Linked DNA regions of Cyprinus carpio: region 1 is linked to region 2. A link is a contact called in public Hi-C data. All regions are on one chromosome and are shown on one strand. The core of a region is the stretch at or near the end of the contact, and the rest is flanking DNA. Distances in the headings are between cores, read along the strand shown. Region 1 holds the start of LOC109092881 (ankyrin repeat domain-containing protein 11-like). Region 2 overlaps LOC109092881 (ankyrin repeat domain-containing protein 11-like).

Region 1 (2,730 bases), core at 197-2,696, 62 kb before region 2:
AGCTGGTTTATCGCGTCGCTTGGATCAGAACATACTAACTTATTCCAAAATAAATAGCAGTCTTTAATGTGACCTCTTTAAGAGTTGCTATTCTTTAGCTGTCATCGTGATTCTTATCCAACACAGACAAATATAGCTGCTGTAAAACAACAAGCGCGTCTTCTACTCGAATATATCTGAAACATACCGAACAAATAAAATGCGGCGGGTAAAAACTGTCTTAAATTATACAATTACAAGGACGTTACAATGGTGTGCTGACTACTAACTCCGTGAACTCTAATGATGTTTACTGTACGGGCTTGAGAAACATGTCTATTCAACTTTCACCTTCGGGATCAGCCAATCAGGACGGAAAGAGCTCGAGAAAGGGCTGATGGGAAATATAGTTCTACTTGCACGTTTATAAAACCCCCAAAAACTACAAACAGTTCTAGTTGGGCATGCGCAGACAACGACTGTAATTTGATGTTAAAAATGTAGTTATAGCGCAAAAATAAATATAGTCTAGTTATAGGGTAGAAATATAGACAAATCATTATATCATTATATATATATATATATATATATATATATATATATATATATATATATATATATATATATATATATATATATATATAAAATAAGATTTCACATGTCTGATATCCTTCTTTGTACTGGCAGGTATGAGCCTGTGTGGTTTCAGATGTATTTTATGTTGGGATATGAAGTGAGGACAGAACAATTGAGTATAATTATGACAAGTTGGTCAAGAATTGAGGATATATCTCAGACAGACAGCTCTAGTCTCCTTTCAACAGAGGGAGCCATTGCGTTATTCTGCTCGGCAAGAAATCGGTGTCACGGTTGAGGCTTGTGACGTCAAATCGAAAATAAAACAAAAATCAATACATCTAACATACATTTATCAGACAACAGTAAATGAAAGCAAATCGTGCTGTGGCTGATGAGCTCGCAATCCGTCACCGGCAAACAGTTCGTAATATTCATAAAGTATGCTGAAGATAGCAATCAACGGCTGTTTTTAGATCAATCTGAATTAATGAAGGGATAAACAATTTCGGTGGAGCTCTGTTCACTCGTGTCTTAAAATACGAAAACATACACACACACACACACACACACACACACACACACACACACACACACACACACACACACACACACACACACACACACAAAAAAAACACATTAACGCAATTTTACTACATTTACCCACACAGGTTCTCCATTTTCCTCTCACCCAAATGGAGCTCGCAAAACATGCCACTGTCTACGCCATTCCGGCTCGAGGTCGCCAAAGAAAACAACGTAGAATCTTCCCTGGCAAGAACCACAATGGCGCCAGTTTCACAGTTACAACGGGGAACAAACAGTGACCGCCCATACGCGTCAGCCTATCACAATCCGCGTATCAACTCCTATCGTCCGCTTTTCGTCAGCGCGAGTCAAAGGCCGATCGAAACGGTTCGGAAGGAGTCGGACGGAGAGGATTAACTTGAAGCGGATTTTTATTTTTTCACCTCTGATCAAGCCAAATCAGCAAACGTAACGTTACGGAGACCCGTGGACTGTTTAAAGGGACAGATGGAGAGTTTATAACCACTTCTCTTACCAGTTTATTGGAGCCCTGAGAGATTTTAATCATCGCATTCTGCGGGAGGTAATCACTGATTAGCTTAGCACGCTGGCGCGAGCGCGGACTGAGATGAGCGTCGCGCGCCTCGGATGTTCCCGCATCGGAGCTCGCTGAAGCAGAAGGCCTCAAATGGGAAAAACAAGCATCGGGAGGGAATACCAAGTATAATTTTGTAGATGTAGCTCACGTTTTGAAGAAGGTAAGCCATTTTAAGCTGCTCTTTACTCTTTTAAAAGGCATTTCGTGACGAAAAAACATCTGTGCGTCCTCTCATGCGTCGACTTTCACGGTTAGACCGCTAACGGCTTTAGCCCCGTTGCTAACTGGAGTTTGTTTCCCTCCCCCACCCCGAAGTCGAGGAAATGTTTGCGTATTGCTCAAAATCTATACATTTTGTCAGACTGTGCGCATTTATTGATCCATACGGGTTGTATTGATCTATAATACTAATATTCGGTAATGACTGAAGGTGAGCATATGAAGCTGGAGAAATGAAAATAACCCTCGTCATGTTGTGGTTCTCTCTCTCTGGGAATCGGATATGGCCAGACGGGCTCTGCTGCCCTGCAGAAGTCAGCCACTGGGATGGGCATCTTAATACATCAACATGTAGGTTTCAAGGGCACATATGAGAAGTAAATATTGTTGACTTCACATTGATAATGTGTGCTGAAGTAGCTGCAGGGATTGTGAAATTCCAGAATAAGATCTGTAATAAGAATTTGCGTGGGGTTATCAGTGCACCATTCAGACTGTAAATATTAGATCACTGCAACACACGCATTTCTTAGTGTTTTTATGAGATTGGTCATATTATGATGGCAACGTGAATTCAGCTTGGTTTGTTTTTCATTTCTCATATTTAACAGGGATTTGTTTCTGGCATGAAGAAAACACACACACGGTTTAGTTGCATAATAGATTTCACGCAATATCCACGAAGGAGGATTCAGTGCTACATTCATCCTATTTTACCAAATTAAGGATTTTCTTGATGTATACCTGTATTCTCAATGTGGCTAACCATTTTCTGTATGTTAGGCTAAATGTTCTTTATTTTTGATTTAGAACAGCAAGACCTGAACTTC
Region 2 (2,752 bases), core at 55-2,554:
TTTCGATAATTTTGATATACTGTGCTGTCCTAGTTGCCAGTGGTGATCTAAGCAAAAATATTACTCGCAAATCAATATTTTTGTTTGCAGATGTGGCCGTTTTAGTCACAGTCTGGAGCCCTATTATGAAATGCTTTTGGATTTGTCCCTTCTGTCCAATACACAGTGGTGCAAAAAATGTCTGTATCGGTGATGGTACTGATCCCGGTGTTGGATCAGTGCATCCCTAGTGATCACCAGCAGACCGCATCAAATCTTTGATCTTTATTTTTATCTGTGCAATCTTATAAATCAGTTATTTGTTTTCTGTAATGCTATTCCCAATCTGGCACAGTCTTTTACTGCAGCATCAACTATTTGTTAACCCACATCACAAATGCACATAAAAGAGACCAAACTGTGTGTTTGTGTTCATCAGACAGTTTCTTCTGTTTGAGCAATTCTTTACTAGAACAAACAGCAAAGTTGACCAGACTTCATTCCAATAGTTTGACTGATGTCTGTTTAGTGTGGGTTCAGTAGTTTTGATGTGCTATGAGCAGGTCAGCATGTTCAAGCTATTTCTATAAAGACGTAAGCTTGATTATCTTTTACATAGTTGGTCTTTTGCACTCAGAGTTTGTTCTGTTTCATAAACTAGCTTCCCCTCTTCTAATCCTTGGCAGCATACTGTTGCTTTTGGCTTAGTATTTTTTGCTAAAATATATTTAAAGGACTCAGTTGTGAAGTAAACAAACCTCATTCTTGGTTAGCATGGTCTTGAGTTTGCTAGCTTCTGCTTCTACTTCTATTTTTTCATGGTTACAGTGTGCCTGTTTTAACCGTGACTGCTGCTTTCAGCAGATGTGTTGTGCTCCTAATGCATCTTGTGCTACCTAAGAGCAAGGATATTCACAGATTGCCTAATTTATTTTGCTTAAATTTGCTAAGAATCGTACCGGTTTTAATCAGTGGCAGTGCTGGTAATTTTGCAGTTATCTGCCTGCAAAATTAAGTATCCTAAGTGATGAGACAGCATACATTACCCAAAAATAAAAATGATTTATTCACTGTGACTATTTATATTGCTCAGATTCCGCAGTTAGGCTGTGTAGCAAAATATGAAATAGGATATTCTGCTAAGCATTTCACATGTCTAATCGTTGGTGAAACAACACACTTGTTTACTGTTGAACACTTGAAATCATCCCTAGTAGCTATTTTGAAAATACGAAGGGTTTTGTACATTCACATGCCATGGGGCTGGCCACTTGCAGTTGCCTTGACAACAGGCCGTTGGACTACACAATTTGCATGGGGGCAGAGAAGTAAGCATCAGCACATTACGTGACTGGGAATGAGATGAGCCCGATATACTGCTCAACTGCCCGTACTGAGACAAACACAAACTAATATAGCAACCTGAGGGTGCTTTCACACCTGTAGATCGATTGCATTGTTCCGAAAGAGGGATTAAAATTATAACAATGTTGCTTTTTATTCTTCAGAGTGCAGTTGCCATGTTCACATATCGTCGCTGTCCGATGAAAACCACGTATGTCCATTTTGCCGATTTTGAGATTTTTCGACGGATTGAATGTCCAGGTTCATTTCCGTATACAGTATGCTTTAAATATCTAAATGGCCAATGAAAAGTTGTGAAATCATGTCATCTGATTTTCACGTATATCCATTTGGTGTCAAAGCTGTCAATCACGCAGAGTATCTCCCGCCCTGTGGAAGCATCTCGCCGGTCTCGTTTCATCGAAGCGCAGCACTGGATAGCCGAATAACACTGTCAGGTAAAGTATCAGCAAACGTTTGTTTTTGACAACTGTTCTCAAGTTTATTATATATTTAATAAACTAAGACGTAGGCTATTTAATAAACTGAGCTTATTCATCTGTCAATATGAAACGCGACTTGGCCATTCTAATTAATGATCGGAAGAACGCGTATCGACCACCGTTACTGTAAAAATATGCACGTATGTCCATTTAAACTCAATTTTGGTCAAATGTGGATTATATCATTACACTGGCAAGAATATGGTTACATGTAAAGATGCCGTACCAAGTATGACAACGCTACATTCAACTGCTTTTGAAATACAGTGTTTTTTTTCACTTCCTGAAAAGTAACTGTTTTGGACATACGTGAGTTTCATCGGGCAGCGACGATATGCACAAATGAACCGAGCCAAGGGGGGAAACGTGCCAGGTTCCTGAAACAACGGGCCAGGTGTGAAAGCACCCTAACACTTCTTAAGCTTATGATTAAATGGAAATACAGAGGGAATAATATGGAATTACATTCTGGTTAGAATGCTGGTTAGAATTAGTTTGATTTCATTCTGTGAAAGACTAGGGGAATGTGCAGACAGTTGGGTTCTATCAGCACAGTATGTGTCTCCAGCACAATTCATTATTGCTCTTCCATATTTTATTATAATAATAATTTGTAAATTAATCACTTCTCTTTGTTTTGCAGTTTTCTAATTTTTCAATTTTAATTGCGTGTTTTTTGTTGTTGTTTTAATACAAATTAAAAAAAACTTGTCACACCAAAAAAAGCACCTTTTAAACTGAAAATTTGAAAAACATTCCTAGTCTTGCTAGTTGTGTGGGGTAAGTCTTGATGAAATTGAGTAGACACTGTATCCTTTCATATAGCCTATCTCTACTGTCCTTTCACTGACACCATGATCAGTGTGCTGCTGAAGTGGCTACTTGTACAAGCTCCTGTCTTTCCTGCTGCTGTACGTTGGAGCGCT

The links. Hi-C and Micro-C count contacts between places; a contact is called where the count stands out from the background.
Region 1: a Hi-C map of skeletal muscle shows a contact between it and region 2, with 2.7 times the contacts expected there. The contact joins the promoter of LOC109092881 here to the enhancer-like site in region 2. A contact is called at or near these places in 2 of 8 Hi-C or Micro-C datasets (both in skeletal muscle).

The regions. Positions count from the first base shown.
Region 1 is chrA7:35,000,204-35,002,933 of ASM1834038v1, reverse strand. LOC109092881 (ankyrin repeat domain-containing protein 11-like) reads left to right here and starts at 1,446. Exons shown (of 13, transcript XM_042760939.1): 1 at 1,446-1,841. It overlaps LOC109092880 (paraplegin-like), which reads right to left and starts at 1,377. Exons shown (of 17, transcript XM_042760942.1): 1 at 1,247-1,377.
Region 2 is chrA7:34,938,258-34,941,009 of ASM1834038v1, reverse strand. All of the region lies in intron 2 of LOC109092881 (ankyrin repeat domain-containing protein 11-like), which reads left to right. Among protein-coding and RNA genes, the nearest start is that of LOC109092881, 62 kb to the left of the region's middle. Within about 2 kb of position 1,304, at least 1 of the 8 cell types and tissues checked has an H3K27ac peak or open chromatin away from gene starts, as enhancers often do. A contact at or near this core is called in skeletal muscle, where this site is marked.